2 separate regions of the Gossypium hirsutum genome follow, and region 1 is linked to region 2. The links are chromatin contacts, called in public Hi-C maps. All regions are on one chromosome and are shown on one strand. The core of a region is the stretch at or near the end of the contact, and the rest is flanking DNA. Distances in the headings are between cores, read along the strand shown.

What was found. A called contact is a pair of places that touch in the nucleus more often than the background predicts.
Region 1: a contact with region 2 is called in a Hi-C map of leaf, with 2.8 times the contacts expected there. The contact joins the promoter of LOC107886855 here to the promoter of LOC107887767 in region 2. A contact is called at or near these places in 8 of 34 Hi-C or Micro-C datasets (callus, hypocotyl and leaf).

What each region holds. Positions count from the first base shown.
Region 1 is chrD04:8,511,922-8,516,753 of Gossypium_hirsutum_v2.1, forward strand. It overlaps LOC107886855 (inositol hexakisphosphate and diphosphoinositol-pentakisphosphate kinase VIP2), which reads left to right and starts at 2,020. Exons shown (of 30, transcript XM_016810941.2): 1 at 2,020-2,528; 2 at 2,713-2,772; 3 at 3,236-3,282; 4 at 3,817-3,900; 5 at 4,801-4,832. The coding sequence starts at 2,442.
Region 2 is chrD04:8,312,499-8,317,735 of Gossypium_hirsutum_v2.1, forward strand. LOC107887767 reads right to left here and starts at 3,694. Exons shown (of 2, transcript XM_016811996.2): 1 at 3,240-3,694; 2 at 2,738-3,165. The coding sequence starts at 3,544. The coding sequence ends at 2,904.

The DNA.
Region 1 (4,832 bases), core at 770-3,269, 200 kb after region 2:
ACAACAAAATCTAAGTAATCTTGAGTTAAAAAAATGATGTTTTTTTAAAGTTAAACTTATATGGTTTAGATTTAATTATTTGTTTTTTAAATTTAATTTAATTTAATTCCATTTTTTATGCTTTATTATTTATTTTTCATAATATTATTATTCATGTGAAATTAATGATTTGGAAAAAAAATTATGTGTTGAATTTTCATTTGTTGGTTTAGCATTTACTAAAGGTGTTAATTCCATATATCATAATAATACACAGATTGATAGTTCGGGTACCACATTAAACATTTTCAAAGTATAAGTACCACATTGGATGTTTTCAAAGTAGAAGTACTACATTAAACATTTTATAAAAGTACAAGTACCAAATAATACACAAATTAATAGTTCAAGTACTACATTAGACATTTTTAAAGTACAGGCATCACATGGACATTTTATGAAAGTATAGATACCAAATGTGACATTATCTCTTTTTTTAAAGTTCTCGATCGAGATTGAGTTTAGACCGCCTTACCCTGGGATATTTACAAAATTACTCCTCATTTTATTTTTATTTATGATTTAATCCCTAAATGATTTTAAGGGCTGTAAATTTATGTACTTACTTGATTTCTGGCAGTGGTTGTTAGTGATTACACTAAAGTAATGATAGTTGAAATTAGACATTGGATGCTTGAAAGGGGCATAAACCTGTAGAAAAAAACCAAATACAAAATTCGTATATGACCATGTAATAGTATTTGTCTTGTGCTATTTACATGGAGCCATTGATTGAATAAACTAATCTATTGTAGGCAAGTAAATAGCTTTAAACGTCTATAAAATTCATCTACTGCCTACTGCACTATTGTTCTTTTTTCCTGAACTAGTAGCTCCAATTGAATCAGATTTAGCAAAGTGACTAATATACATAATTTATATTATCAAGTAAGCAATCAAGACATTGTTTCATGATAAAAGAATTCAACATATTAGAGTGAAGTGTTTTATAATCAAAGAATTGGTTAATTTGAAGCAATAAAATGAAATAAACTTCCATCAGGTTGGGTTGAAATCGGACTTTTAATAAAATTTTGGGTTGAGGTTAGGGCAAGTTTATTTTTCTAATGTCGGGATTGAGTTAGAGTCGAGAGACGAGAGTAGAACTTAGGGTCGAGGTCGAGGTGGACAACAATTCACCTTGCACCATTGTCATCACTAATTACACATTTGATAAAAGTTTATGTGTGGTTTCAAACTTTCCCTACAAGTTTTAAAAAAATAAATATATAAAAGAGATGTGAATCTACCAAATATAAACTTTTTTGTATTATATTATTTTTATATTAGCTTGAAATTAGTACATAATGGATGTTGAAATTAATAAATCTAAAACAACTTATTTTTGTGTTATGATTAAAAATATCAAATTTATTATATATTTGTTTATATTAAAGAAAATTCAAAATTAAACACTCTATTAAACTTATGAAAAATAGTAAATTGTACAGGGGTGAAGCTAGAAAATTGTTTAGGGGTCGAAATTAAATTGTAATTTTTAAAGGATTAAATCAAAATTTTATCATTGGGGGGACAAAATACAATTTTACCTTTACTAATTTAAAATTTTAAAAAATTTAAAAGACCTAAATAAAAAAATTTATTTTAGGGGGCCTAGGCCCCTGCCAGCCCCCGAATTCGCCCTTAAAATTGAACCAAACATTTTCAAACTACAAATAATATTTTAAATTGATCCTCAAACTTTAAAATATTTTAATCACATTGTCAAATTTTAAAGTTTATATTGATTAAGTCATTTCATTTCACCGTTAAGTGGTACTTAAAATAATTAAAAATACATGTATACATGCATACATACATATAATGTATCAATGTGAAAGTAATAGGTTTAATTGATATAAGGTTTAAAGTTGGAGATGTAGTTAGAAATTAAAGGGTAAGAGATTTACCAAAAAAACCCCTCAAACTTTGCACGTCCCTGTCACAAAGCAAAATCATCATCCATTTGAATATTCCGGAATCCAATATCTTTCCTCTCCAAACACCCCCACCCTCAATACTAAAAGGAATCTATAAATATATTTTTAATTCAAAAAATAGAAGTTTTTCATTTTTGTTCGGCTTTGAAAGCGTTCCATCTCATTTTCCTCTCCGATATTTCGCGCGACTTACTCAACGCCTTGCCTTCTTTATTCTTCGCTGAATCGCTTTCTCTGTTTTTTCTTCTTTTTTTTTCCCGTTTTTACTGTTTTATTTTATTTTATCTTTTTACTTCTTCTTGATCTTATATTATACGTATGAGAATATATATACCTGGAAGTTTCCGATTTGCGTTCTGGCGGTGATTGGCAGCGGAAGAGTTTTCCGTCGCAGTGTTCTTTTTTGTTCGCTGAGATTACTTTTCTTTTTTGAGATATAAAGAGAAAAAGGAAGACTCAGAGATGGTAGGAGCAGGAGATGGAAGAGGATATAAGAAGATAATTGTTGGCGTTTGCGTCATGGAAAAGAAGGTGAAATGCGGAAGCGAGGTCCTTGTCTCTTTTGTTCGCTCGAGTTTTCTACTAAATATATGAAGAAATTATAATTTTTTCATAAAAAATATAATATAATTGGACGACGTATGACTTTGTATAGTAATATAATTTATTATTTATTGCTATGTGTTAATGCTTAAATTTTAAGCTTTTAAAACATTTCCTGTCCTTTTTTCAGGCTTTTTCAGCTCCAATGAGACAGATTTTGGACAGGATTAAGGCTTTTGGCGAATTTGAGGTAGATAAGATATAACTTTTAAACTTTAAATTAATCTGAATTAGAATTGTTTTATTTATGTATGAGTTGAATTTGATGTAACTTGAATTAGTTTACGGGAAATATAAATGGATAAATCATGGTTTGCTCATTTACATTGATGAAAAATGTAAATTTTATTTTTTGGTAAAACTCTAATTAAGTGTTTGGAATGCTATGCTGGAGTTTGTTAGTGTGTGCTATATTGCACCCTATGTTAATCAGACTTGGGTTTAAGTATTGGATATGATATGTATTCAACACATGCATGTTCAATTTTTTTCCATGCAGTTGAAGGGTACTTCAACGGCCATATTTCTTACATCCATGTCCGAATATGCATAAGATATGAGTGCTGGACGCATGTACTTCAAGAAAAATGTTTTGTTGTTTTGTTCTTATGGATTTCTTGCTTTGCAATGTCTTTCTTTTTTTCTTCTTGTAGATTCTCCATTTCGGTGATAGGGTTATTCTTGAAGATCCGATAGAAAGGTACATTTTTGGTTAATTAGTGAATCACTTTGTCTCAGATTTACATTGTGATATTTTTTTTTTGGTTATAATTGGCATTGTTGGTGTCGTTATCATTTATTTATTTTTATTTTAAACTTAGAAGACAGAAGAAAGGAAGAAGAAAGAAGGGGTGGAGGAGATCCACAGATTTGCTAATTAAATTTCCAGTTGAAAGCAGTAAATAGACGGTTGCATTTATGTTGAAAAATTTGAAATCTTCACTTTTAGCTGTTATCTTCCTATTGATTTATTTTCTTGTCATTTGTTTTTTCTTCGAAAGGTATAGTTTGAGTCTGAGCAACTGTGTGATTTGAGATCATAATTTACCCTGTCTCCTTTCATTGAATGATTATATGATTTTTCGAGGGAGTTAAGTTGGAGGATGTGTGAGGGAGATGTCCATATTTGTGTAACGAGTGTACTTCTCGTTATCAAACTCTAACGGTCAAGGTTCACATTGTTTTTCTTACCTAGCTGAGAGGTCGTAATTTCTTGTAATTATGCTTGTTTCAGCTGGCCAATCTGTGATTGTTTAATTGCATTCTACTCCTCTGGATTTCCCCTCAAGAAGGCTGAAGAATATGCTGCTTTAAGGAAGTAAGTTCTTATATTTATATATATGTCTAATTTTGTATGTATGTATTCTATTTGCATGTTCACAATAGGGAATCAATTTGTAACTTCAATGTGGGAAACTTAACATAATGATTGAATAACTTTTTGACTGTCATACTTTCCTATCTTGCTACAAGTAATGTGCTAAATGTTGGTCAAGTAACGCCTTAAAAAATTAAAGAATTCAGAGACATGATGAGATTACTTCAAAATTCTGATATTTTCTTTTGTACATAGGTCTTAAAATTAGATTCCATTAAAAGTTAATTATTTATATTAATTCTGATTGGATCTTGGGTCTAACTCATCAGCATCAATCCATCAATATGATGAGGTATGAGGTCTATAGATATAAAAGTATTAAGTCTCAATCCAAATGGAGTGTTAGTGAATGCTCAAGAGCAGTGGTTTACTTTTTGAAATTCAGAAGATAATTATGTTCAAGGTGATGATCAATTAATATCTCTCTAGTTTAGGTTGGGAAAGTATAAAGTTTTGCTTTTGCATGATTGCAAGGGGAAGTGCCACAGTATGGCTGTTTTATTAAGTGCCATGGTATCCACTATTAGAGGCTAGACCTCCAGTAACTTTAGCCCTATTTATAGTCAATTTAACTTATATCTATCCTTCCATGTAAGTGGAGCCACAATCAGATTATTCCATCTCAACTATGTGTTTTTTTTTTCAGCAGAATCAATCTCTTAAAGATCAGAGAAAGCTAATTTCTGCCACAGTTCCAATTTTTTAATCTATAGAACATGTACAAGTTTATTACATTATTTTGATCATTCTAGTTCTTTGAATAATAACAATTTCTTCTTTTCTATACCAAGCAAGCAGTAATTAATTATGTTTTGCTACTATTTCTGCTCTATGATTCAGACCTTTCCTTGTGAATGAGTTGGAGCCACAAC
Region 2 (5,237 bases), core at 2,444-4,943:
TAAACGGATTCAAGATCTATTTTCTTGGGTCCAATCCAATGTATTGTCAGTCCAGTTAGTTACATCTATGTCTTTATCTTCTAGGAGTCATCTGCTTCGGTGCCCAAGACAAAGTATCTCCCTAATTGGACTTGATATACGACAATTTCAATTGGTTTGCTCATTTCCAATTAAACTAAGGACACGTTTAGGTTTGTCTACTAATATAAGTTGTCTTTCCATATTATGATCTGACAACGTAATATCGCTTAGTATTAGTTTAAACATTAGAAAATCAATGAGCAACATTTGCTTCCATTTTGCTTTGCATGCAAAAACCATATGAGGACAATCATACAAAGTATATTAATGTAATCAATGAATTTGTTTTGTTATTCAATCTGTTCAAAAAAATTATAAGTTTACAAACGAATATACTACACTCAGGGCACCAGATCCAACAGACAGAATTGCAAATGTGCAATGAAAGTGATTGTATTTTGTCGGTTTGAAATCAATTTTCTTGCAAAGTGAAAAATAAAATTTGAAAATCGAGCTGGTTTGTGATATTTATAGCAATAATTTTTTTCTCGAAAAGTACCTGTGCTTTGTGCAAGACGAATCCTTGACGTTCCCGGCTTTCAACCGAATGGTCTTCTCCGCTATTCTCGTATCACGAACTACTTCAATTGTGGGCTCGAACAATTTTAAATTTGTAAGAAAGTTAATCTCTCTCTTATAGAAACCGATAAAATTACTATTCTCGAAAAATAGAATTTATACTTAGAAATAAATTCTCACTATTTTCAGGCAGAATAACAATATTGATGGTGTCATCTATTTATAGGAAGGGGAAGTAAAATCCTAATTGAATTAGTAAAATGCAATTAATGTACAAACACTTAATTGAACTAGGAAGAGAGGGAGGCTAATGAGAGAAAAATTATATTCTTCGTCTTTTTATTAATATTTATAGTTGCAATAACTTTGATTGCTTTTTAAGTTTAAATCCAAATCTTATCCACTATTTTGTTTTTCTATTGTTAAGAGTGTTGATAAGCTCGAAATAAAAAGTTGGTTTGATTATTTAAAATATTAATATTCTTTTTTAATTATCCATTTAATAAATTATACAATGCCTTAATGTGCTTATTGAAATATGTGAATAGACCTATCAAATTATTAATTGAGCAAAATTTGTGGAAATAAATGATATTATTATCATTTATAAAATTAATGTGAATGGATCTATTGGACATTTGAAGGACTTTTGGACTGTAAATGTAAACTCACTTGTAATACAATATCAAATTCCGAGCATATTTAGGAAAATAAATCGATTTTAAAGAGAGAAATATAAAACGTTTTCTACAGTAAGCGTTTTAAGCTGACATGCCAGAAAACATTTTCTACAAAACGAGTTTCTTTGGTTAGATGGTTAAACATTAGTGACTTTGTTTTTGAGTCTTAGGTTTGATTCCTCTCCTCCTCACATCTATATTTTCTATTTCTTGTTTCTTTTTTAAATTTTTAATTAATAAATATATTGTTTTCAATTTTTTTAATTCATCTTTTAATTTATAATCTTTTATTTATGTAAATGAAATAATAAATATGTTATTATATAATGAAATTATACATTTTTTTATATTTATTATTATGTTAAATATATTTTACTTTAAATTAATTTTTTTGATATATTTTTTCTTTATATATAATTGTTTATATATTAAATATTTATTTTCTCCACTTACATTGCAGTATAGTGATTTCTAATACTATAAAATCAAATATCATTATTATTTTTATTTTTATATATAAAATATTTCAAATATCATTGTTTTTTCATCTACATTGTGGGTATGATAAATTCTAATATAATAAAATTAAAATTAATTTTTATTATATATATAAATAAGGAGTTATTAATTAAAAATATTTTTAACACAATGATATATATAATATGCATTTTTATTATATAATTACGTATTTATCATTTTATTTATATAAATAAAAGATTATTAATTAAAAAGTCAAATTAAAAAACTTGAAAACAATATACTTATTAATTAAAAATTTAAAAGAAATTTAAAACAAGATGAAAAGAAAAATACAGATGTGAATAGGAGATGAATCGAACCAATAACTCGAGCAATACCATTATCATTTAAACATCTAACTAAAAAATCTAATGTAATAAAAGAAAACGTGTTTTGCAGAAAGTGTTTTCCGACACGTTAGCTGCGTATTTTGTACTTCTCTCTCTAAAATCTGTCTATTTCTCTAAATTTGAAAAATAAAATGATGTACTTTACTAAATATATTTTAAAACCGATATTTTCTTTTTTCTAATTTACCCTGTTTTGTATGGTAATTTCAATTTATTTACAAAAGAGATATAATATCGAAATAAAGGAAAAGATTTGAAGGGCTTAAATTTCACATCACACGTCACTTTTTAAAAAGTTAATCAAATAAATTAAATAAAGCAATTGAATTTTGTTTTCCATTTTTCTTTTATGAGATTTAAAAAGGAGAGAACCAGTGTTGAGTAATCATCAAAAATTAAATTTTATGAATTAAAAAATAATATAGAGAATACTTTAATTATTAATTTATTATTTTTGACCGAAAATATTTAACACTTGCTATGTTCTGTCTTTCATATTATTTACTAATTTAAGTGGCAATAATGCTGAATGATCCAAATATAATAAATAATTATCATGATCAAAGTGTAGAATTTAAGATTCAGATGTAAAAGAAGGTGAAATTTAAATTTTCTTTTTCTGAAGAAATACTGTGAAATAGGAACAAAGTGTAAACCATATACAGAAAGATAAAGATAAAGATAGTTGGGGACAGATATCTGGGTGTTGATGAGGCATGAACTACATTACACAGCACCCCTATTGACATGGTAATCAGCAGCCATCTGGGAGAACCTGAGCTTTGCTGTGTTTTTCAACATCATAAAAGTGATCATGTCGGGCATTATCAGCCAACATAAGGGCAAGTAACCAGAAGAGGGCTGAATCCAGGGATACAAAGGCACCACCACCAAGGAGTCCAGTCTTAGCAGTAGGGCATGTGGTGGTGGGATTGTGATGAACATTGCGAATCAAGTGAAGGTGCTCCGTGATCGTTGGCCACAACAGCAGTGTGGCTGCTACCCCACTTGTAAACCTGCCATACATAATTAAGGAAATCATTGAATCACATAATAATAATGATGATGGAGAGAGAGAGCAGTGGGTTACAAGGCAATGTTGAAGAAGACGAAGAAACTGGCGCTTTGAAAGAGGACAGAGTGTGGAACAGATTTCCCTTTGTAAGGGTAAAACAGAGACCAATAGCCAGCGATAGTCGATAGCATCAGAAATGCAACCGATAGGTAGCCCAGGGCCAGGGAGGGATCCCTTGGATACTTGCATATAACCACACCTTTACCAGGAATTGGGGTTCCAGCTTCTGGCTTTTTGTTTTCGGCTATGACTCCCAATATGAATGATAAGACGCCAAGACCGGCAACGATAAGGGCCGCTCGCTTGATGGTCACAGCCATGATCGATTTTTATTACAAGATGATGATGGTGATCTGATCAAAGGAATGAACACAGATAGGCAGTTATATATAAAAAAAGTTAATGTTGTCAAATCAAGTAGGGATCAATAATATCCAAAAATATATCTATTTGCGATTTTTTAATATATTACTCCTAATTTGTAGCTATCTTCAGGGCATTTATATGCAAAGTGTACTGTCCATGGCTGCCATAACCAGGAATAGAATATATATATATATTTATACTTATTTTTAATTCTATTTTGGGTGCGATTACATTTAAAAGCATGTTTTATTATTTAAAGTATTTAATATTTATTTTTAATAATTAAATTTAGATAAAAATATTTTATTAATTAAATAATAATTCAAATAGTCGAAATCTTTTTTGAAATCGAATTTTATTTTAAAAAATGAAAAAGTTTAAGTTGTGGGCTTGGGTTTTATTTTTTAAAATTTTTTTATATTTGGGCCATTATTTTTTGTAAATAGACTTTATTTTTATTTTTATTTATTTGTTTGATTTTTGTTGGGTCAGACGAAACTGGGCCCTTATATACAAAAAAATAACAGAATAGATTATTCCAAAGCCACTAAAACCATTTGAACAAGGCGAAGGCACAGGGTTGGGAGGGATTACCCAAATTTCAAAAGGATAAACTGCACCAAAGGTCACTAAATTATTAGTATATTTACGTTTTGGTTATTCAACTTTAAAAAGTTACAAAAATGGTCAGTGAATTATTTTAATAGTAACGATCTTAATAGTCCAGTGACTTAAATAAAACCTTTCAAACTAGTTTAATGATCATTTTATAACTTTTTAAAGTTTAATGACCGAAATATAAACCTACTAATAGTTTAGTGACATTGGATGTAGTTTACCTATTTCAAATTTTAATTTTATCGGTTATAATAAATACTAGATTTATGGGGCTATTTTACCAAAAAAAGCCCTTTTTAAAAAAAATTACCGAAATGGGCCGACTTTTTGATTATTTACCAGAATAGGCAATTTTCCGCGAAATCGCGTCCACGTCAGCGCGATGTCAGGGTACGTGTCAGACATCGCGTCCACATCAGCGCGACTTGTTGACGTGGAAGGAAATCGCGCCCCCTAGGACGCGATTTACTGACGTGGCATGAACAGTGTGTTTTTAGCTTGGAAAACTTTGAAAGGCCATAACTTTTGGCTCGGTTGTTCGATTGAGACGAATTTTTTTATTTCGAATAACTCTTCGAGATCTACGAGCATTTTCGTCGAAAAAGATCCTTTTTTGCCCCTAAATTTTGATTTTTTCGGTTTAAAATTGAATTTTGAAACATTCAAATCGTTATTTTCCTCATTTATTTGAAGTAAACACCGGATTTTTTTTGCAGAATTGTCTTATATCATCCTGTTATAGGTATAAGTCAGCTCATTCCACTTTTGAGAAGTTCCCTAAAATTTTCTATTTTATTCAATTTAGTCCCTAAAACCTAAATAGTCATATTTTCAAATCTAAGCTTCGTTTTTCAATTCAAATTCAATTTCATCCTTCCATAACATTCAAATATTCTTAAATACAAAAATTTCATGCTAATTTTGAAATAATTACACTTTAGTCCCTATACTCGTAACTAACAAATTATACTTTACAAATTAGTCCCTATTCATCTCTAAGCAGTTTGCCAGCGCGTAGATCTCGAAAAG